6 separate regions of the Mus musculus genome follow, and regions 2, 3, 4, 5 and 6 are each linked to region 1. A link is a contact called in public ChIA-PET and promoter capture Hi-C data. All regions are on one chromosome and are shown on one strand. The core of a region is the stretch at or near the end of the contact, and the rest is flanking DNA. Distances in the headings are between cores, read along the strand shown.

Region 1 (3,711 bases), core at 471-2,970:
GTAATAATAGTAGTAGTAGTAGTAGTAGTAGTAATAATAATAATAATAATAATAATAACAATAATAGAGCCTTGAATTCCACCACTTGGGAGGCAGAAGCAGGAGGATCCCTGTAAGTTTGAGCCAGCATGGTCTACATAGCAATTTTCAGGCCAGGCAGAACTATATAGTGAGACTTTGTCTCAAAAACATAAAATAAAACTTATAAATGCACAAGGCTCTTGGAGTTGATCTCCAGCACAAAAGAAGAAGTGAGAAAGCTTGATAGAATAAACTCCTTTATCAATTGATTACAATTAAAAGTGATTTGTTTCTGTAACTGAGTAAAGTAAATGCATACCTATAAAATCTCTCTCTCTCTCTCTCTCTCTCTCTCTCTCTCTCTCTCTCTCTCTCTCTCTTACACACACACATACATACACATATAGCAACAGAATTCAGGGGAGATTATTCAGTGGGTAAATTCCAGCAGGTGGATAGTGAGTAGGGGGATCCCCGAGGAAGCCAGCCAGACATACCAACCAACTCCAAGAGACCCTGCCCCAATTAAGATGGAGAGACATTTAAGAAGATTCCCACTAACATCGGTGTAGTGGTGGAGGGTGGTGTGTGTGTGTGCCCGTGTGTGTGTTCACACCCAGTGTGCCCACAAGTGTGCAAAAATAAAAGATTTCAAACGCACCCGGAGCAATAAGTTATCACTGCCTGAATCAATAGACAAACTTGTAGGTTTCTCACACCCAATACTGAGGTTGTTTCTCTCAAGAACCCTAACGCGCCCTAACACATTAGGAACTTTAGTAAAAAAGGAGTTGGCAAGTGGCTATGCCGGGAAATGACACTCATGCGTCTGGCTCCACAAGTAGACTTTCTTTGACTGTGCTACAAACCCAACAACACCCTAACCATTGGGCTCACTTTTTCCGCAGCGTTGCCCGTACATCATATGATGACTACATGCAAGAAGCCTGGAGCGAAGTGGTCCAGATTCACACCCAACTCCATCTCTGAGAGGACCAACGCTCTGGTCTCACAGGTTTCTGACACACCGCCTGTCATCAGCCACGAGAGAAACGCACTAGGCTCGACTGGCTACGTTAAGTGGTAAATGATAGATTTCCAGGGGAAAATATTTCTCGGGAGACTGAGGCAGGAGGTTGGCGAGTTCTATAGAAGCCATCTTGGGTACCCTGTGAGTTCAAAGCCAACCAGAGCTACACAGAGAGACCCGGGTGGTAGCGGTGTCTCGGGCGGCCGAAGAACTAATGAAGCCAACTACCACAAGACAAGCAAAGTAACGTGGGGCAGGCAGCGGGCCTAGGCGGTCCTCGGACGGTCCGTTAGCCGGGCGGGCGACCAGGCTACCAGGAAGCTCGGATAGCAAGAGAGGGCGCTCCGGACGACGACCGCCGCCCGCAGAGGGAGGGGAACCCCGGGGGGCGCGAGCGCCCGGGCTGCCCGGCAGCTGCGAGAGCGACCCGGCCGGCATCGGCTTCCGCCCGGCCGAGAGGCCTAGTCGCTGCGAGGCGCGCCTCGGGAGCAGCGGCAGCCGCCCGGCAGACAGCGAGAAGCAGGCGGCCCCGACGGCCGCGGAGTGCAGAGGCGACGCGTACTCACCGCGGATCTGGCAGCGCCGCCCAGCGCCTCCTGAACGCTGGGGGTCGCGAGCGGCCGCAACTCTTTAGAAAGAGGAGAGCCCGCGCGGCGGCGCGAGGCGGCAGGGGCGGGGAGGGGCGGGGCGAGGGGCGGGGCGCGCAGGCGCGGAGCCCTGTGGGCCGCTGTATGCTCACACAGTTCCTGGGTCCCTGAGTGCTGTTAAGAGAGGGGTTTAGGGGAAACCAAAGAAAGCCAATAGGGTCCCTAGACACCCTTCGAAATAAGCTCTGCTGCATCAAGCTTCCTCTGGTTAATTTATTTGCATGAATCCAAAATTACGTTCAAATTAAATGTTCACATGACTAGTTAGAAACTCTCAGATGGTATAATGTTAATTAATGTCTGATCGTCTTAGCGGAATTTAAGCATCCTAAAACACAAAAATACTGAATCTTGCTCTCTGCTAAGGAGAGATTACAAGAGTGGAGGGCGGGTATGATTGTAGGGGGAGATGAGTGGGATGGAGTGCATGATGTGAAATCCACAAAGAACCAATAAAAAGTAAAAAAAAAAAAAAAAACTAAAATAATAATAATAATACTGAAATTTCTACAACATATATTTCCTTGAAATATATGCTCCAGAAAGTCCATTTCCTTGAGGAGGAAAAAAAAAAAAAGGCAACAGCAGAAATGTCAAAGGTGAATAAAATATGAAATATTCCTACAATAAAATTTAACAAATAAAACTCAAGGTTTGATAGCGCCTAAAAAAATCTTACTAAGCTGGGCGTGGTGGCGCACGCCTTTAATCTCAGCACTCAGGAGGCAGAGGCAGGCAGATTTCTGAGTTCGAGGCCAGCCTGGTCTACAAAGTGAGTTCCAGGACAGCCAGGGCTATACAGAGAAACCCTGTCTCAAAAAAAAACAAAAAAACAAAAAACAAAACAAAACAAACAAACAAAAAAATCTTACTGAAGGGGCTGGAGAGATGGCTCAGTGGTTAAGAGTACTGACTGCTCTTCCAGAGATCCTGAGTTCAGTTCCCAGCAACCACATGGTAACCATCTGTAATGAGATCTGATGCCCTCTTCTGAAGACAGCTACAGTGTACTCATATACATAAAAATAAATCTTAAAAAAAAATCTTACTGAAGCCAGGACTTTTATCTCAGAACTCAGAAGGCATTGGTAGGTCCGTTTCCCCACCTCTCCCAAAAAGGGGATGGTGGTGGTGACGGTGGTGGGTAGTCTCACTGAAATTATAGCAAGCCAACAAATGTGAACACTCTCATATGCTTTTCATAAGCTTACAAAAAGTAGTTCATAGTTTGTGGGAAACAGTACTCCTAAAAGCATAGGTTAATGGACCAGATGATAGATGGATACATCGTGGTAATGATAAAGCAATGGGAGGAGGAGACAAATAGAAAGTGGAATAAACAGGACCTCAGCTAGGGGTCAAAAACCAGGACTAACGACACATGCCACAACTTTGACTCTGGCCCGAGCTGCCCAAGTAATAAGCCAAGCGGGGCTGCATTCCACTTGGCAGCTCCGCTCCTTTATCTGTATGTACTTGACACGGGTTCCTCTCCAACACACCCTGCAATCTCAAATCCTCCACCCGAGCCAGCATCAGGCTGTGCACACTCCCATCTCTGAGCAGTCTCTATTTTAAGTGTGTGACCGATTTATTCAGATATGAAGAACAGAAAGGCCGATCTGGTCTGAACTGGTTTTTGTCTTGCGAAGAACCAATGCTGCCTTCTGCACACATTTATTGGGAGAGCTTGATTGTAGAGGCGAAAAGACCTCGAGCCCAGAACTGGTGCTGCTTTTATAGGCCTAGGAGGGGCGTGTCTCACACCCGGATTGGTTATGCACTAAGCCTTATTTGCATGTTCCTCATCTGATTGGCTACTCTCTCTCAGTACCTTACAGAACCTCATTATCATACCTCATTTGCATGTCTCACATCTGATTGGTTATACTCTCAGTACCTTACAGAACCTCATTATCATACCTCATTTGCATGTCTCACATCTGATTGGTTATACTCTCAGTACCTTACAGAACCTCATTATCATACCTCATTTGCATGTCTCACATCTGA
Region 2 (3,645 bases), core at 785-3,284, 260 kb before region 1:
CAGCCCAATTCTTTTGCAGACACCCCTTAATTCCAGGTTCAAATTCACTCTTTTTCTTTCTTCCTTTCTTTCTTCCTTCCTTTCTTTCTTTCTTTCTTTCTTTCTTTCTTTCTTTCTTTCTTTCTTTCTTTCTTTCTTTCTTTTTCTCTCTCTGTCTCTGTCTCTGTCTCTCTCTCTCTTTCTTTCTTTCCTTCCTTTCCTTTTTAAAGATTTATTTATTTTATGTATATGAGTACACTGTCACTGTCTTCAGACACAGCAGAAGAGGGCATCTGATCACATTACAGATGGTTGTGAGCCACCATGTGATTGCTGGGAATTGAACTCAGGCCCTCTGGAAGAGAAATCAGAACTTTTAACCATCAAGCCATCTCTCCAGCCCCTTCAAATTCACTTTCACTTGGCCAGGTAACACACCTAGAGTTTGGGAATAGTGTGTGAACATCTTTAGGGGGACGGGGCCATTCTGTCCACCACAACCTCTTAGCCAGGTTCACCTGAAAGTGGCTTGTTGCTTTCAGAGCATTGATCCCGCTGCATGTGGTCTGACTGCTTCAGTTGTTTGTATGTTATCTATTCCCACCTCAAAAGTGTGAACTCTGCAAGGACAGGATTTGGCCACCTCACATCTTCCTGGGCACATTGTTGGCGTTGCATGACTCAGGGACAAAGAGAATTAGAGACCATGACCTCGGGTGCTCAGAGGGTGGGCCGACAGTTCGGCATACACAGAGACGCTGGGCAAGAAAGAGCCAGCCCGTGTGGTCAGAGGAGGGCGAATGGGGGGGAGGGGGTTCAGGTCCTGAGTGGACTGCTGTGCCCCGAGTTTGGGATAGATGCCCAGACTCATCCATTGGAGGGAGGGACAGAGAGATGAGTGGGCAACTCCAGCATAGGTGCAATGCAACACACAGGCTTTGCACCTGCCTGCTCGCTCGCCTGACTGGATTATCTTTCCTCTCCAACTGGGGGCCAGGATGCCAGCAGCCGTGTGTGTGTGTGTGTGTGTGTGTGTGTGTGTGTGTGTGTGTGTGAGATGGGAGCAGCCACATATTGGAATCAGACAAACAGGGCTCAAGTCTCACTCCTGCTGCTTACAATCATGGCCTTGAGCAAGAAATCTCACCTCTCTGTGGCCGTCACTGTGGCTGTTCACTCAACGATGTTGTCCAATCCACATGGTAGCTTACACCTGTGTGGAGTCTGGTTGCCAGTCTGCCTGGCAGCGGGTGGCACAGATCTGGCTAATGAGACAGAGATTCACAGGCTCTCCATGAATGACGCCCTGGTAATAGGGAAGGCCCTATATAAAAAGGGCCAAACTTAAATAGGAAGACTTGGATTTTGGGTTTTGTCCTCTCCTTCTTGCTTTAAATGTCAAATGACCACAGAAGAAGCAACCATGTGACACACAAGCCATGAGTATCCCGGAGGAAGATTACCACAGAGCAAGCAGTCTGTAGTCAATCACTCTCTGGAGAATAGATGGGTCTTTTGTAGGTATTTGGATACATTTTCTGAGCCTCACTCTCTATTAACTGGGCTAGGCATTTTGCTCACGGCTGTGTGCCAAGAATTCTTTTGCCAAAACCAAAGAGTGAGGTCCCTATTCTTCTTGTGTTTATGTTTGGGGGGGGGAGTTGTAGGGGTGGGGAGAGATGAGGGACTGACAGAGGACAGTAATTTCGAATGTAGATGCTATGACGTGAAGGGGATGTGATGGAGACAGTTGGCACATGTGACATGAGTTGGCGTGTGAGGCCTGGATCTTTATGGTGGAACCTTGTAGAAGTGAGTCCCGGGCTGGGACCTGAGTGTGTAGCTGCACACAGGGCAGAGGTTGGGAAAAGCCTGGACAGTGGCAACAGTGGCCATAAAGAAAGGCCTTGGCACAGAGGCAAATGGGCAGGTCAGGAAACAGGCAGTGAGCGACGGGAGAGTGGGAGGTGAGGCCAGATGGCGCTAGCATAGTGGATCTGTTTCAGATGCAGACAGGAAGCCACTGGAAGGCTTCTGTAGGGGGAGGGGGAGGAGGTGCACGGAGGGGACACCACTACTGCCGAGTTACAGGGCACATCACCAGCACCTAATAAACGTCCCATAACCAAGAGAGAGGGTGTGTTGAACCTTCCTCTTCTCAGGTTCCCGTGGCCCCTCTATACCCCAGCTCCAGATCCGGAGACCCCTTGGGCTGCCTTTTAAGTCCTCCCTCGGGGCCATTTGCTCCCTCCAGAGCAGACGACTATAATTGCTGCTTTCCACAATGACATAAAAATCTAAAAGGCACAATCAATACAGCGGCACACACATCATGGTTTTCATTGCAACAGATAAAAGTGTAAACAGCAGGGGTGGTGGAGCTCCTGAGGCTGCCGCTGGCTGTAGGGGGGCTCCCAAATCTGCAGCAGGATGTCAGGGGCTCCCGAGGCTGCAGCGGGGTGGGTGGGGGCTCCCAAGGCTGCGGGAGTGGGAGGCTGGGGCTCCTGAGGCATGGAGGGGTGCTCCTAAGGTTGTATGTGTGTGAGGTCTCGAGGCTGCAGGGTGTGGGGGGGGCTCCCAAAGCTGCGGGGGTGTTCCTGAAGCTGCAGGCTGTTCCCATTTGCAGTGGGGGTGGGAGGGTGGAGGGTTGGGGAGGTGAGGGGTTGGAAAGATGATGGGCGCGTGGAGGGGTGGGGGAAGAACTGCACTGGTCTCCCAGCCTATTCTTTTCTGCCTGAGATCCTTCTAGAAATGCTATCCTCTCCAGCCTGGGAATGGCTCCTGCCTTTAAAATCTGCTGGAAAATCGGGTTTTCTTCCTTCGAGATTCAGCAATCTCTGTTTTTACCCTCACTCCTGAATTCTGATCTGTCCCGTGCTTCCTCAAATCGCCTATGTCTCCCCAGATACGGTTCGAGGTGGCTTCCTAGATGCAGGTCTTAGGACAAGGGTGTCTCCGGAGCTTGGGAACTGGCCTTGACCCTGTTTCCAGCCCAGCCCTTGAGAATCAGCTTCTTTCCCTCCACGTCCAGCCTGCCACCCACAGCTTGCGTGGCAACGTGCACAGAAACATTCATGTCTCCAGCTCTCGCATCCTCCCGGCGACGACTTCCTCAAACTGGTTACTTAATGAACGTCATCCAATTCCGATTCTGTCTTGCCACAGCCTCATTTGCGAAAGCCAATCTGCTTTATGATTTTAACCTCTGGCTAGAAACTGCTCCCAATTTCATGTCATCCATAAACTTGATGAACGATTAGCTTGCTTCTCTGCAGTCGTTCATTTATCCCACCAGCACTTAGTGAGCGCCTACTGAATGTTAGGTGCTGGCTTTCACAATGGAAAGTGGTTTTGCCAATGCGGATCTCTTGCGCAGGTGGCGTACAAACCTGTAATGGTTTCCGTTCGTGAGATCTGCTGGCTTCTTTGGAGAGGAGGAAGCTTAAATTTACTTGAAGAAGCTGCAAGCAGGTTTTATAGAGTGAGAAGAAATGGTCTTCTTCATGTGTTCATATTCAGGAGCTCAGAGCCTTGCAGGGTCAGGCCTGCAGCCGTCTAGAGCTGCAGGCTTTGCTGTCTCCTGCACGCTCATGTCTACCTTAGCTCCATCCCAAGGCTGGGTGATAGCACACGGGAGGAAGAAAGTCTGCCTCTCCCTCTCTCAAC
Region 3 (3,823 bases), core at 1,279-3,778, 310 kb after region 1:
AAGAGAAAAAAAAAAGAAAAGAAAAGAAAAAAATATTTAATCTTTAGTGGCTGCTAAAGCCAAGCATGGTAGTACATGCCTGTTATCCCAGCACTTGGTAGGAAAATGGCCAAAAGTCCAAGGTCAGCCTGCAAGGCCAGCCTTGTCTACATAGTAAGAAGATCCTGTGTCAGAAAGACATTTTAGCTGCTGGGTGTCGCTGAGGAGTTAATGGGAGCAGCTAATAAGACACGCGGAAAAGTCCAGGGCAGTTGTCATTGGCCAAGCAGTTCAGCAACACAATATTTTAATAACCAGTCTGGTGTCATCTGGAGCCACATCAGCCTAGAGAGGTTCTCTCCTGCTACCCAGAGCACGTGAGGCCTCTGATATCTACCCCCTGCTGGGCTCACATGGCAGTGCCTGATCACTTCTGGCTTCTCTCCTGCAGATTGCCCTCTGCCACTTCTTCTTCAACATCTCGGGCATCCTACTGTGGTACCCGCTGCCCTGCACACGCCTGCCCATACGCATGGCCAAGGCCCTGGGCAAACGCACCGCCAAGTACCGCTGGTTTGCTGTCCTCTACCTGCTCGTGTGCTTCCTGCTCTTGCCCTCGCTGGTGTTTGGCATTTCCATGGCAGGCTGGCAGGCTATGGTCGGAGTGGGCACGCCCTTTGGGGCTCTACTGGCCTTTGTGGTGCTTGTTAATGTCCTGCAGAGCCGAAGTCCCGGGCACCTCCCCAAGTGGCTGCAGACATGGGACTTCCTACCTCGCTGGATGCACTCTTTGCAGCCCCTGGATGGCCTTATCACAAGAGCCACCTTGTGTTATGCCAGGCCCGAGCCCCGTTCACCCCAACTTCCCCCTAGAGTCTTCCTGGAGGAGCTTCCCCCAGCCACGCCCTCCCCCCGCCTGGCACTGCCTGCTCACCACAATGCCACCCGTCTCTAGGCTACAGGCCCCGACTACTGCCTGGAACGAGGAGTGGTATTTTTACAATGCCCACAGTAGAAAGACAGAGCATGTGTGTGTGTGTGCACACATGTGTAGATGCGTGTCACTTGAGGTACATGCTTTTGTGCCACCCTTGGGTACCTGTGCATATTAAGGGCCACAGTGGCATGGGCTTTTGTAATTAAGAGGTAGTGTGCACAAATACATGCTAGGTACTGAGCCTGTGTGACCATTAGTGCGGGTGTAATGTGAGTACACTGTGTGGGTACAGGGGGGTGCAGATGCCTAGGGAGTCTCCAAACTTTTCTGGAAAGAGTCAGCTATACCCTCTCATCTTCTCACAACTCTTGTACCAACAGGAGGGACAGAAGAACAGCTGGCCTTCTGTATACATGGGCCTTACTTCTGCCAATTCTGCTAACTGTGCATAGAAAAAAAAAGTTGAAAGTTGCATCTGTCCTGATCATATATGGGCTTTTTTAAAGAAATCATATTCCTTACCCCTACGGCACAATAATTCTTTACATGGCTTTTATATTGGGTATCTAAATCACCTGGAGGTCACACACCAGGGGATGCAGGTTGATTCTTTGCAAACACTGTCGCTTTATAAAAGAGACTTGAGCACCTGAGGATTTAAGTATTCTGAGGTATCATGGAGCCAAATCTCCAAGCATACAGAGGGACACTCGCCTTTAGTCTGAATCCCACAGACCTTGGCTGGTGTGTGCTGGGGAGGGAGATGCTGAGAGACACTCCGTTGTTCACTGTGAAGCCTACTTGTGTGGAAAGTTCTGTGAGAAAGATTGCTGAAGCCTGAGGTAGAGTTTGAGAATTTGCCACCCCAATATTCCTAATCAGGTGTGGGGTCTCTGGAACCCTGGGAAGGTGCCAGGACCAAAGGCCTCTATATGGCATCTACCACAGGAGTAGGGAACAGGGCCCAGGAGGCCTGGAGGACCACCAGGATTATTTTGTTCTGCAAGAATCTCCCCATAAGCTAGTTTTCTTGTTTGCAACTCCTCACAAATACACAGAGGATACCTCTCAGAGCACCCAGTTCACGGTTTATTCTGGTCTCCCTACCAACCACGGGCGGTCTAGCTGTCCTACTAAGAGCACTGCTCACGCAGCCCACCAATCAGATCGTGCACTGTCTTATTGAGGATGCCTCCATGCACGCCTCGTCTGCCCATGAGCACCAGGAGCGCCCGTGGCGTGTGGCCCACACAGATTGCACGCCCGTCTAGCCCCTTGGTGCGCGCATCCAGTACGCCGTCACCCTCGGCCAGCAGGTAGTCACGGATAACGCAGCAGCGGCGGCCTGCCACGCTCAGACCCGTCTGCAGAAAGGTGTGCCGGTCTGGCCCGGTGAGCACACCCACCTCCTGCGGGGAGATGGCAGCCAGCAGACCCCCAGGCCGTGATGCCCACACACAGCGATTGTCCGAGTGGCCCACGATAGCCACGTCATCGATCCGCTGATCCCGCAGCACTGCACTGATGTAGCCCTTCCAGTCACTCATCTCCGCTCAGTCAGTCCCAGCAACTTGTGCTTGCATTAGGGGGGGTGGCCGGCTGCATTCAGAGCTAAGAACACTGGCAGCATGCCCGAAGTTCGCAGGGCGGGGCTGTGACGTAAGGCAAACGTCACAGAACATCTAACTAGGAGGAGAAGGAGAGGGCGGTAGAGTTGGTGGGGGTTCGGGGGCGGTTCTAAAAGTAGCATGTAGGAGGAAATGGAAGAAGATGGATGAGAGGCTGGAAAGGTGGCTCAGCGTTAAGAAAGAGCATTCATTACACAGAGCCTGAGTTCCGTTCCCAGCATCACCTCTTTTGGCCTACAAAGCCTGTAACTCCCACTCGAGAGATCTGACAACTCCTGAGGCAAGCTCACACACAAACACACACATGATTTAAAATAAAATAAAATAAAAAAATAAATAAAAAAAGGTCCCGCAACTGAGTGCCATTTTCAGAGGACCAGAGTTCAATTCCCAGCACCCAGGTAAAGCAGTGCATCTGGCTTGCTTGGGCACCTGCACTCATGTCCACAGAAACACATAAAAGTCTTGATTTTTTTTGTTTTTGTTTTGTTTTTTGTTTTTTCTCTGTATAGCCCTGGCTGTCCTGGAACTCACTTTGTAGACCAGGCTGGCCTCGAACTCAGAAATCCGCCTGCCTCTTCCTCCGAGTGCTGGGATTAAAGGCATGCGCCACCACTGCCCAGCAATTTAAAAGTCTTGAAAAAATTTTTTTAAGATTTATTTATTATATGTAAGTACACTGTAGCTGTCTTCAGACACACCAGAAGAGGGCATCAGATCTCATTACGGGTGGTTGTGAGCCACCATGTGGTTGCTGGGATTTGAACTTCGGACCTTCGGAAGAGCAGTCGGGTGCTCTTACCCACTGAGCCATCTCACCAGCTCAAAAGTCTTGAAATTTTAACTTTTTTTTTTTTAAAGACACATTTAGGACTGGAGAGATGGCTCAGTGGTTAAGAGCACTGACTGCTCTTCTGAAGGTCCTGAGTTCAAATCCCAGCAACCACATGGTGGCTCACAACCATCCTTAATGAGCTCTGACGCTCTCTTCCGGTGCATCTGAAGACAGCTACAGTGTACTTAGATATAATAAAAGAAATGTATTTATTTTATGTATATGAGTACAATGTCGCTGTCTTCAGACATACCAGAAGAGGGCATTGGATCCCATTACAGATGGTTGTGAGCCATCATGTGATTGCTGGGAATTGAACTCAGGACCTCTGGAAGAGCAGTCCGTGCTCTTAACCACTGAGTCATTCTCTCTCCAGCCCAAATTCTCAGGTTTTTAATTATTAAAAAAGTGCCAGGCATGGTGGTGCACGCCTTTAATCCCAGC
Region 4 (3,545 bases), core at 1,021-3,520, 430 kb after region 1:
AGGATTACACAGTGCTGCCGTGAGCACTGGCCCACGTTCTGCCCACACCTTTCATTCTCTGGGCTATATGTCAAGTGGGAGAACGGCAGCCGTATAATGACGTCATGATGGATTTTTTTTTTTTTTTTTTTTTTGTTTTTGTTTTTTCGAGACAGGGTTTCTCTGTGTAGCCCTGGCTGTCCTGGAACTCACTTTGTAGAACAGGCTGGCCTTGAACTCAGAAATCCACCTGCCTCTGCCTCCGAGTGCTGGGATTAAAGGCGTGTGCCACCACGCCTGGCTGATGGATTTTTTTTTAAAGTGGTTACTACCTATTGTTATATGTAAGGATGCTGTGTCTGTGTGCCACATACGTACAGTGCCCATGGAGGTCAGAAAGGGGTGTCTGAACCCCTGGGACTTATAGTTGTGAGCTGCCATGTGAGTGCTGGGAATTGAACCCAGGCCCTCCACAGAGCAGCCAGTGCTCTTAACTACTGAGCCATCTCTCCAGCTGCTCTGCCTCCCAAGATCAACTTGCTGAGGAAGTCAGGCGTGTTTGTCTCTTCTGTCATGAACCCAGAGACTTTACCACCATTAGTCTCTGGCTTTAATACCCAAAGCCATCCCCTTTGGTCCATCAGAAAACCTCTCACCCACACGTGGCCCAAAGTGGATTCAATAGGCTCTCACTGAACATTCCAATGTCTTCACACTTGTGTGCCTAAGCCGCTGGTTGGCCTACTTCTGCTCCTTTACACACACCATGTTTTCCTGCCCCAGGGCCTTTGCTCATGATACCATTGTATTCCAGTACCTGTCCATTTGGCTCAGACACCTGTCTCAGACCACTGCCTTGGGGGCTTGCTCTTGTCATTCAGGGCTCAGGCCCACACATCCTCCTGACCTACGGTTTCATTTTCTCTATAACATGCATAGAATATAGGATCCTTCTATGGGTTTCTAAGCTGTTGCTCATATTCACAGGGTTTGGCAATGTTTACCATGTGGCAGGATCTGACTAAGCAAGGACATGGGTGAGCGGGGTGAGGTGGTCCCAGCAGGCTAGTTCATGTCATACTCACCGGGAAGGCCAGCTGACAGATGGGGTCCACCCAGGACTGGCGGTGCTGTGCAGCCAACAGGTGGCTTCGCTCAGTGGTGGTAATCAGGAAGGCACCAGTGTCCCTGGGACAGCTCTCGCCATCCGCAGGCAGGACAGATACACAGTCAGCCAAGCGTATGACCCGGCGTTCCCCTCGACGGCTGGGCCCTGTGGACCTGTCGCCTGCTGGTCCCAGGCCACCATCACGCACGTCCCAGCTTTCTAGCCGAGCTACCCCTGATGGGCCTCCCGCATACAGCAGAGCCCACACTTTGCGCCAGCATTTCTGTAAGAAAGGAGACCCTTGGGAAGAAAGCCACCCCTGCCCTTTGGCTCTGTGCAAGCTGCTTAGCAACTGGCTGGCTGACTTCTGCCTTCCTAAGACTTTGGGCTACAGAGGAAGGAGGAGGCCTTGCTGGGGCTGGGGTAGGCAAGGAGAAGTCCATACTTGGGGTTGGTCAGCCCTGAGTTCAAATCACACCTTGCCTTCATCTGGATGACCTGCACAGTTAATAGTATCTAGTGGTTGGAGCAGAGCAACTGACACTGTTGTTACACAACCCAAAAGGGCACTTGGGCCATGGGCTGGGTGGGGTGGGAAGCCGGCCTCTGCTTCATGCTGGTAAGGAAGGAAACATGCAAATGACATCTAGCGAAGGAAACAGACGGTTTATCTGCCCAGGCGCAGCTGTAGCTCAACTGTGGGTGTACAGTCTGATGCTCAAGGAGAAAAAAATAAAAAAACGAATCCTCACCCCATCTCCTCCCCAGTACCTGGAGAACCAGCCTTTGTCTGCTCCATCCTCGGAGGGCTCCTGCCATACAGGCCCTGGCCTTCTCCAGGAGCCTTGGAGCCATTATATACATAGGTTTTGATTCTTATAGTCCTCTCGTGGTCTGGGCATCTCTACCACTATATGAAGCAGTCTTACAAAGGATGCTTCATCCCTAACCTTCTTGGGCCAAGAGCCTCCACTCTCAAATTGCCGGGTTTCACCTCACCCAGACCCCGTCCCCAGTTCCCTCAGGTCTAGTTAAGCTGTGGCTAAGCAGGGGTTTCCCTCCTCTGCCCACGGCTGGCAGCCTGGGGTTCCCACCTTGCCAAACTTTACGTGCTGCTGGTAGAGGATGCCGTCTTTGACCGGGGGCTCCACAGACTCCATGGCCACCGCAGTTCTGAAGTTCCGGGGAGACTGGTACAGGCTGGACAGGAACTTCTCTTACTTCTCGTTTTTTGGCCACTTCCCCCTCCCTCTGTCCAGAGACAGCTGCAGGGCCAGGGGGAGGGGAGCCCGGGCTTCACTTAAGGGACAGTGCTCAGAACCAATCTCTCCCTTAGGGTTCTTGCTGCTCCAAGGAGACCATACCTGCCTATGGGGAGCTTGAGGCCAGTGGGGTCGGGGATGGGGTGCAGGGCAAGGACCTCCTCTTGCACATGCACCTGGATCAGCCGGATCTGAGTGTCTGACCACAGGGTGGACACCCTGAGTCATGAGCTCCGAACTCTCCCCCATTCCCAGCCAGCTGTGTACCGTGAGGAGGGGAGTGCACAGCCTTGGCCCCTTCTCTTTCCACATTGCTCAACTGGCTGCCATTCTGAGTGGCACATTTGCCTCTCTTGTAAAACTGGGATCAACCCAGGGCCTTGCGTGTGCTAAGGCAACTGCTGTTATCACTCAGAAATATTTCTAAAGCTCACTTTCTTCTCTCGATCTTCACACCGCCTGGACCCTCCCTGGCTGTGTCCACCAATTCTGTTGTTCCCTTGAGTCTAGTCTGGGCAACTCCACACCATTTGTTCTTGCTTGCCTTTAATCCCTGAAGTGCAGTTCTTCAGATGAGGCCCTTCTGGGCACCCCTTACCACTGCTCTGCCCTGCCACAGGTAGCTGCTTCCTCCTGGAGGCCTTCCCTGACTGCTCTCCAAGGCTGGAGAGTGAAGCCCCACACAACAGACATTTTAGGCAGCAGGCCACAAGGGCTCCATATCCAGTCTCACTGTTTGTCATGAGTGTAGGCGGCAGGCCCCCAGTATGCTCCCCAGGGAGGTCACATGCTTTAAAGGGTTGCTTCCTGCCCAGTGGCTTTGCCCTACCCCACCTGACCTGCCTTGTTGGAGGCCAGTATTGGGGCTTTGCATGAATACAAATTATGGAAGTATCTTGTCACCTGTGTAATGTCACCTTGGGTAAGAATGCTGTAACCCAGCTGAGGAATGCTGTTTGGGGGTGGGGGTGTCACACAGTACACATGGAAATACATCCACGAGACCTTTGGCACCTGGCTCCATGCCCACCGTGGTTGTGGCCCAGGCAGCTCTAAGCTCATACAGCCTGATTCTGCCCTCTTTTCTCATTGACAGTTCAGCGATGAGGAAATCAAGGCTGATAACTTGAGTAACTTGCCTGAGGCCACACACCGAGTGACAGCCAGCCTGAGCAACTGCTGCCTTTGCTGAGTCA
Region 5 (3,683 bases), core at 820-3,319, 510 kb before region 1:
CTACACAGAGAAACCCTGTCTTGAAACAAACAAACAAACAAACAAACAAACAAAGAATATTCTCTTTCCTGCAGGGTGTGTGCCTCTCTCTACAGCAGGAACACATGGGGAGTAAATGTATCACTGGACAGACTAAATGACAGGCCAAGCTCTCGAGTCATGAGAAACTGGGCACAAGCCTGAGACCTTCTTCTTCGTCCTTTCAGACACCCAGTTCTAGCTTGTATGAGCGTCTACTACCTTAGTTCATCCATTGAAATCTCATCAATATTAGCTGGAAAACAACTCAGCCAGGGCACAGTACTACTTGTGAACCCTGGACTTCTTCGTTTCTCTCTCTTTGAATCTTGGGCTCTCTGGCTGTAGAGTGAAGAGTCAGAGTGCCCTTTCTACATGAGAGAGGACAGGACGGTAGAAGAACACAGCCCACACTCACCATTTACCACATAGGGCTTCCGTACAAGATCCCGGGGTCGCTCCTCCGTGTCTACCTCCATGGCCTTTACCTGTAAAGAACAGGTTTGAGACCAACAGACAAGCACCTTTGGTCAGAGTTTGACCAACGTTAGGGAAGGACATTCCCTATGGAAACACAACTATGTCTTGTATCAGAAAATCCTTGCCCAAAGTCACTAGAACCAGATCACACCACACACGGTATGTTCATGCTCACACTCACATGTCATACCACACACAGTATGCTCATGCTCACACTCACATGTCACACCACACATGGTATGTTAATGCTCACACTCACATGTCACACCACACATGATATGTTCATACAGTTGCATATGACACCCACAGTAATATTTTTAACAAGCAATTCATCTTTCTGCCTATATCTATGCTTTCCTTACTCTGCTGTGTAGTAGCACCACAAAAACCATGTGCATGAAGAGCGCTTTATAAGTTACAGGGAGCCATGTCCGATAGCTTCTTCATGGGGAGGACTTACCTGCCAGTGCTTAGTTATAATTTTACTAAAAAAAAAAAAAAAAAAAAAAAAACTCTTGGGGTAAGCCGGGGGGTGTTGGTGCACGCCTTTAATCCCAGCACTTGGGAGGCAGAGGCAGGCAGATTTCTGAGTTCGAGGCCAGCCTGGTCTACAAAGTAAGTTCCAGCACAGCCAGGGCTATACAGAAAAACCCTGTCTCGAAAAACGAAAAAACAACAAAACAAAAAAAACCCCTCAAGCTCTGGGGGACAGAAAAAGATACATTCTAGAAAATTCCACTGACCTGAGAAGAAATGGTAAGCAGAGGAGGGGGCGTGAATAAAGGAGGTCGTTAAAGGTCTTTGACCAGAATTAGTGCAAGCAAAATGACTTTATCACAAATATGGGAAGTAAGTGTGTGTGTGTGTGTGTGAGAGAGAGAGAGAGAGAGAGAGAGAGAGAGAACAAATTCTGAAACTCTGCTCAGTGAAGGAACGTCAGGTGGGAAGGAAAATAGGAAGCGGCTAGTGTGGAGATGGGGAAAGTGCTTTGCGTTATCAGTACCTTCTTCTTACGGAGGGGAACCGCCTTGTTGGGGTCCATGGCCAACCCCATCTCCGCCAGGTTCTGCCGCACGGATTTGGTGTGGTCCCAGGCATGTCGTATGTGGGAACTAACATCAAAGAGAGAGAGAGAAATCGAGATTCTGTCACCTCACCTTAGATCCCAGCCCAGGCCCCCGCCTCCAAACTGGCCCCTCACCACTCAATCCGTGGCGCTGCCTTCCGACGAGCATTCCGGTTCAGACGCTTTCGGTTGACGTTGTAACCGAACTTCTGCCTCCGAGTCTTTCCCTTAGCCTTGGGCATCTCGCTAACTGCCCCAACAGCAGCTCAAACCCTTGAAACAGCAGCTCAAACTCAAGAACCACGCTCTCAGAGCCGCGTGTTAATAGTCTCCGTCCACCCGTGCGCGCAAGGATTCTTGGGAAATGTAGTTTTAGTAGTTAGTGCCTCCACATTCACTTACTACAACTCCCAGAAAGCAACGGGCAATGGCGCCTGCGTGCTACACTCAGCAAGCTATTTCCCCGCCCCGTAGTGACCTCATCAGAAGGCGGGGTCCGGTGTCCGGATTTGTGTCCTACCTATTTCTGTGCTGGTGGGTATGGCGGCTCCCGGTCCTGTGAGTCCAGAGGCGCCTTTTGATCCGTCCAAGCCCCCAGTTATCGAGGGCTTCAGCCCCACGGTCTACTCCAACCCAGAGGGCTTTAAGGAAAAGTTTATTCGCAAGACCCGTGAGAACCCAATGGTGCCTATAGGTAAGTGTGTGCTGTAGGAACGGAAGACCGAGAGGACAGCGGTTTCGTAGGGAAAGGAAATAGGGGTGGATCAAGTAAGCCTGGGGTTTGGGAAGGGGAGCGGACCAGAGGTGTGACGAAATGACGGTGCGGGGTGGGGGGTGACTGAAACGAATCGGAATGCATTGCGGGGCTTGGGACTAGATGAAGCAGACTGTAGAACTGCCCTCCTGTTGTGGCTCTGGGAAAGCTGGGACGGGCTACATCCTTAAGGGACCTGCAGGACCCGACCTGTTGCCTCCCGCGTGTGTTGTCCTCTCCCCAGGCTGTCTGGGGACGGCGGCTGCCCTCACCTATGGCCTTTACTGCTTCCACCGCGGCCAGAGCCACCGATCCCAACTCATGATGCGCACCCGGATCGCTGCACAGGGTTTCACGGTCGTAGCCATCTTGTTGGGGTTAGCGGCATCTGCTATGAAGTCTCAAGCCTGAGTATAGCCGGGTCTTAAAGCGCCATGGAAACCATTACAAAACCCAGGAACAACAGACATCCCTGTCAGACTTGCTCCCTCCGTTTCAGACCGGACCTTATTGTCATTTGGGTGAGGAAGTGGCCGATTTTGTAACTGATTTGCGCTTCCACCGCTGCCCCCTCCCGCTCCCAAAATCCCAGGTTCATTTCAGTTGGGTTGCATGCTTCTATTTGTGATGCGTCCCCTTAATTACTTAATAAAAGCTTATTACACTTGTATGTGATGAACTATTTCTTAATCTCATTCCTACGATCAAAACCATGATTTTTCCTTTAAATTTTTAAGAGGGAACAGGCTGTCAGTAGGACTGGCCTTTAAAAATCAGCTAGGTCTGACAGTGCATGCCTATTGCCTTAACTGTTCTGAAGGTTGAGGGAGAAGAAAGAATCTTGCCTGACTGCACATGACTTCAAGAGTTCAAGATCACCGGGCAGTGGTGGCACATGCCTTTAATCCCAGCGCTTGGGAGGCAGAGGCAGGTGGGTTTCTGAGTTTGAGGCCAGCCTAGTCTACAGAGTGAGTTCCAGGACAGCCAGGGCTATACAGAGCCTGTCTCGAAACCCTGTCTCGGAAAAAAAAAAAAATGCAAGATCACTCAGTAGAGTAACTTAGACTCTGTATCATTTAAAATGGCCTGAGGGTACAGCTCAGCAGTACAGTACATAGTGATTGTGAGGCCGGAGGTTTATTCTCCAGTTGTGAAAGAGGAACATAGAGCCTAGTGCTATCCAAACTTTCCTCGGCACTGTCAAGTTACTTGGGGCACTGGTTAAAAGTAGAGATTCCCAAATGTTCATTCTTGGGATTCTAATTCAGTGAGCTGTTTGATGTAATACGGGAAAGTTTGCCAGCAATTTCCAAGTTTCTGTAGCCTGTAGATGAGGCCTGTCGTGGTCCTGTTGTGAGTCAGGAT
Region 6 (3,769 bases), core at 241-2,740, 330 kb before region 1:
CCCGCCAATAACCAGGAAAGTGGGGCTTTCCAGCGGGATTTATACCCGGGCTTCTGGCTTTACCAGCTGTGTGACCTTGGGCAGAGTGGTTAACAGAGGGCCCCAGAGTCGCTGATCTGTAGACTAGCCCAGGAATGTTAGATGCTATAGCATTTCATTGCTCTTGGCCTCAGGTAAAGGTTCCCCACCAGGTCACTATTAATAGTGATGACGGGGTAAGAAAAAGGAAACTCTGGAGAGCTCAACACCTTGGTCCCTGGTTTTTCATTTGAACATCATCTCCACCAGCTCCCATCCCATCCCCACCTCCCAATTCCATGGACTGGCTGTGTCCCCAGTGACCCCTACTGACCTCGCCCATCTGCTGACTCATATTCTCATGCCCAGACCCCTCAATCACTCTGAGGACCCTTTCTGGTACCCTCAGGAGATACCCAGCCCTGCAGCCCCTTGCCCACCGACATAGAGGACGCCTTCCTTGGTCTTCTCTGCTGCCTCGGTGACCCCCTGCTTGGTTTTCTCAGCTGCAGCCACAACGCCCTCCTTGGCCATGGACAGGCCCTTCATGAACACGTCCATCCTGGCGGCCTGGGGAGGGCGAACACACAAGTGCCGGGGCGCTGGCTCTGCACCCTCACTCGGGCCCTCCCAGGGGACCTGGTGCCCCCTCCCTCCCTTCCTCAGACTTGGCGCGCTTCTGGGCCGGGAGCCCCCTCCTACCCTCTCTACTTCCCAGGTCTAGGCCTCAGAGCTATGCTGCGGCGAGTCCTAGCGTCCTTGAAACCCCGGGATGCGGGGAGGGGCCAGCACCTCAGTTATCCGGAGATCTGCAACCTGCAGGCCCGCAGAACCGGAAGCTAGGCTCGGCGCGAACACCGGGGCCTGTCTGTACACACAACAGTCACACGGTCTGCATACAAACACACACCATGGACATGCTCACGTGCACACACACAGAACACGGGGCGTTTAGAAGCGCATGGACACTCCGGCACACGGGCACGGACGCACGTCCGCACGTCCACCCAGACTGTAGCAATCAGAGAGGACAGACGCGCATCCTGCAGTGCACCTGCCCGCGCCCGCTTAGCGCTTTCCTTTTCTGTGCCCACGTTTCTCCCAGGGCAGTCTCCATCCCGCTCCTCATCTTACCCCAGATCCCCCTGGATCCCCAGTTCGGTGCTCTTTCCGGAGCCTCACCTGGGTTTCGGGGCCGGGCTGGGGGATGGAGCTGTGGTGGCGGCAGCGGCTGCTACTGCGAGCAGATGCGCGGGGCTGGGCTACGCTGGGTATGGATGGACTCGGGGCCAGTGGTGTCCTGCCGTGGTCAGGCTCTTGAGTCACCTTTCCTGAGCTGGAGTGCAGCAGTGCTCTGGCCTTGGGTGCTCTGCCACCAAGGATGCTACTCGCGCGCTCCGGCTCCGCTCCGGCTCCTGCTCCGGCGCTGCGGCAGCTCTGAGCTCAGCACTCCCCCCTGGTGGCCGCGCCGCCCCCTCCGCCTGACTGACAGGGGGCGGGGAGGGTGACATCTCCCCAGAGCAGGCGAGCCTCCAGGGGAGGGCCTCTGACGTGCAGCCGGGGACCCTAGTGCTGGAGAAGAGTAGTCTTTGAGGATGGTGGGAGGTGGCAATGCGGCGAGAGAGGACTGGTGTAGAAATTATGCGGTTGGCTTGGAAGTTCAGAGCGATTCCAATCCTAGCTGCGTTTGTTAGTAGCTGTGGGATCTTGAACTACCTACCTCACCTTTTGAAACGCAAGGTTCCTCTTCTGTAGAACCAATGGAGGGAGTCAATGCCCTTCTAGGCACCGCTTGGATGGGTGGTGCAGGTTGGGTGGAAACAGTGCTAAAGAAAAGCAGGGTTCGTATCTCAGGAAGACGCGCTCATGGCTGTGCAGAGACAAGAGGCAGGAAACAAAATCAATGTATCCACACTTGAATCATACAGGGTTACTTCAGCCTGTGAGAGTAGATAGGAAGACAGAGAAATGCTGATGTAAGAAATGGACTTGAGGCAAAGTAGGTAGACAGCAAAGGCCTCTTCCAAGAAACGACTTGGAATAGACAGATCCGGGAGAAGCAACAAGGTAGGCCTAGACAGGTGGGGGTGAGATCCACAGAACCAGACCCTCAAGGGCAAAGGCTGGGAGGCACCACCATGCTGACGGGCAGTCAGGATGCAGTGCAACCTGCTCAAGACCCAGACAAGAGCATATGGTTTATGGTTATGGGAGGGCATTCCAGATGCACGGCAGGACCTCAGTCAGTTCTATAAAAGAATTATACCCAAGCAGGTGTGGCATCCCAGATGAAAGGGACCCTGTGAGCTCAGGGAGTCAGGGAAAGAAGTAAAAAGGAAGTGGCACTTAGTTTGGGGCTCGTGGGGTGGGTAAGGTTTTCCCTCGGGAACAAGATCAGAAGAGCGTTTTAAGCTAACGATATATAACACAGATGAGGGCAGTGGTGGCAGAAGTGCTGGTCTGGGCGTTTGAGAGATGAGGTGTGCCAACAGCAGACAGTAGGGCACGGGGGGGGGGGGGATGCTCATGGCTGTGGTAGGGCTGTAAGTTGGCAGAGGCTTTAAGAAGGCCAGTTTGGCAGTGTTTCCTAGGACTATAAATGCATGCTCCTTTTGGATCAGCAGTGCCCCTTCCAGGAACTCACCCTGCGGATCTCTATTCTTGCGTGTGCACACTTACACGTGGGCCGGGACAGTCACTGTAGGAAACACTGACAATGCTCTAAACGTCCTCTTAGAGATCTGGTTACTTCCTTATAGCACATCCACCCAGTGGCACAGTGTGATGGTGTGGTTGGGAGCCATGAGCTGTCTCTCCCCTGCCCCCACCCCACGTATCAACAACACACTAATGAGTAAAGATGGTGTTAGTGAGAAGCCGGTGCAAAGATTGTAGGTGTTGAGCAAGCTGATTTCGATACATAGAAAATTATATTACATACTTACATATTTAACAAGTTATATGTAAGAATATAGTTTTATGCATAGCAATCTGTTTATTGTATATAAGTATTTGTATATATTAGATATAAGTGTATATGTGCACACTATTAAGTGTTTATCACAGACCATATGTATTATATACAAACATGTTCCATACAAATATACACATATAGTTGATCTTTTCTATCAAAGGGTTCTGCAACCTTAGACTCAACCAACAACCAATCAAGAAGACCAGCTGGAGAGATGGCCCAGTGACTGTTCTTCCAGAGGACCAGAGTTCAGTTCCCAGTGCCCTCATGAGGCTGTTCACCACCAGGTATAATTCTAGCTACAGGGAATCTTCTTGTCTCCACAGGCCTGTGGGATGTGCTCTTGTGTGTGTGTGTGTGTGTGTGTGTGTGTGTGTGTGTGTGTACACATATATACAGAATTTAAAAAAAAACAAATTTTAAACAAGAAGGAAAATTATGTAAACAAACATTATCTATGCTGAACACATAATTTTTTGTCGTTATCTTTTAAGTGATAGTTACCTAGCACCCTGCTGTGTCAGGTCATAGAAGTCCTCCAGGGTGATTAGAGTCTGCAGAAGGTGGGGTGCAGCCTATGTACATTGTCACACCATTATACATGAGGGCCTTGAGCATCCACTGATTTCGGTGCCTGCCGTGGGTCCTGGAATCAATCTCTGAGGGTACCCAGGGATGTCTGTACACATCCATCGCCAGGAAAGACAGGACTCTTTAATGACAGCCACAAAACCATAACTGAATTGCCTCGGAAGTGGGCAGAAAGGGGCAGTCCCA

Evidence for each region. Promoter capture Hi-C pulls out the DNA fragments that hold promoters and counts their contacts. ChIA-PET counts read pairs in DNA pulled down with a chosen protein or histone mark. Capture Hi-C pulls out chosen DNA fragments and counts their contacts.
Region 2: a promoter capture Hi-C map of hippocampal neurons shows a contact between it and region 1, with 3 times the contacts expected there. The contact joins the enhancer-like site here to the promoter of Uimc1 in region 1. A contact is called at or near these places in 2 of 39 promoter capture datasets (cranial neural crest and hippocampal neurons), 5 of 115 datasets of contacts at active chromatin or transcription factors (the NIH/3T3 cell line, embryonic basal ganglia, embryonic hindbrain and 2 more) and 3 of 9 other capture datasets (adipose tissue, liver and macrophages).
Region 3: a contact with region 1 is called in a promoter capture Hi-C map of pancreatic islet. The contact joins the promoter of Pfn3 here to the promoter of Uimc1 in region 1. A contact is called at or near these places in 1 of 115 datasets of contacts at active chromatin or transcription factors (memory CD8 T cells) and 2 of 9 other capture datasets (liver and pancreatic islet).
Region 4: a promoter capture Hi-C map of liver shows a contact between it and region 1, with 4 times the contacts expected there. The contact joins the promoter of Dok3 here to the promoter of Uimc1 in region 1. A contact is called at or near these places in 6 of 39 promoter capture datasets (embryonic stem cells, hippocampal neurons, liver and 2 more), 2 of 484 Hi-C or Micro-C datasets (embryonic stem cells and neutrophils), 1 of 115 datasets of contacts at active chromatin or transcription factors (microglia) and 1 of 9 other capture datasets (liver).
Region 5: an RNA polymerase II ChIA-PET map of memory CD8 T cells shows a contact between it and region 1, with 34 read pairs. The contact joins the promoter of Higd2a here to the promoter of Uimc1 in region 1. A contact is called at or near these places in 8 of 39 promoter capture datasets (cranial neural crest, embryonic stem cells, erythroid cells and 5 more), 1 of 115 datasets of contacts at active chromatin or transcription factors (memory CD8 T cells) and 1 of 9 other capture datasets (adipose tissue).
Region 6: a contact with region 1 is called in a promoter capture Hi-C map of second pharyngeal arch cranial neural crest, with 7 times the contacts expected there. The contact joins the promoter of Sncb here to the promoter of Uimc1 in region 1. A contact is called at or near these places in 12 of 39 promoter capture datasets (the SN4741 cell line, cranial neural crest, embryonic stem cells and 5 more), 1 of 484 Hi-C or Micro-C datasets (embryonic stem cells), 14 of 115 datasets of contacts at active chromatin or transcription factors (SST interneurons, embryonic basal ganglia, embryonic forebrain and 8 more) and 3 of 9 other capture datasets (adipose tissue, liver and macrophages).

The regions. Positions count from the first base shown.
Region 1 is chr13:55,098,580-55,102,290 of GRCm38.p6, forward strand. It overlaps Uimc1 (ubiquitin interaction motif containing 1), which reads right to left and starts at 1,721. Exons shown (of 15, transcript NM_011307.3): 1 at 1,618-1,721.
Region 2 is chr13:54,835,662-54,839,306 of GRCm38.p6, forward strand. No RefSeq gene overlaps it. Among named protein-coding and RNA genes, the nearest start is that of Gm40959, 37 kb to the right of the region's middle. Within about 2 kb of position 2,035, at least 27 of the 459 cell types and tissues checked have an H3K27ac peak or open chromatin away from gene starts, as enhancers often do. A contact at or near this core is called in embryonic limb bud and hippocampal neurons, where this site is marked.
Region 3 is chr13:55,412,704-55,416,526 of GRCm38.p6, forward strand. It overlaps Pfn3 (profilin 3), which reads right to left and starts at 2,529. Exons shown (of 1, transcript NM_029303.2): 1 at 1,985-2,529. The coding sequence starts at 2,463. The coding sequence ends at 2,050. Slc34a1 (solute carrier family 34 (sodium phosphate), member 1) reads left to right here. Exons shown (of 13, transcript NM_011392.2): 13 at 431-1,992. The coding sequence ends at 934.
Region 4 is chr13:55,526,268-55,529,812 of GRCm38.p6, forward strand. It overlaps Dok3 (docking protein 3), which reads right to left and starts at 2,271. Exons shown (of 5, transcript NM_013739.2): 1 at 2,182-2,271; 2 at 1,065-1,370. The coding sequence starts at 2,247.
Region 5 is chr13:54,588,162-54,591,844 of GRCm38.p6, forward strand. It overlaps Higd2a (HIG1 domain family, member 2A), which reads left to right and starts at 2,070. Exons shown (of 2, transcript NM_025933.3): 1 at 2,070-2,258; 2 at 2,563-2,986. The coding sequence starts at 2,105. The coding sequence ends at 2,729. Nop16 (NOP16 nucleolar protein) reads right to left here and starts at 1,913. Exons shown (of 5, transcript NM_178605.4): 1 at 1,700-1,913; 2 at 1,502-1,610; 3 at 437-506. The coding sequence starts at 1,806.
Region 6 is chr13:54,765,105-54,768,873 of GRCm38.p6, forward strand. It overlaps Sncb (synuclein, beta), which reads right to left and starts at 1,491. Exons shown (of 6, transcript NM_033610.3): 1 at 1,201-1,491; 2 at 459-588. The coding sequence starts at 579.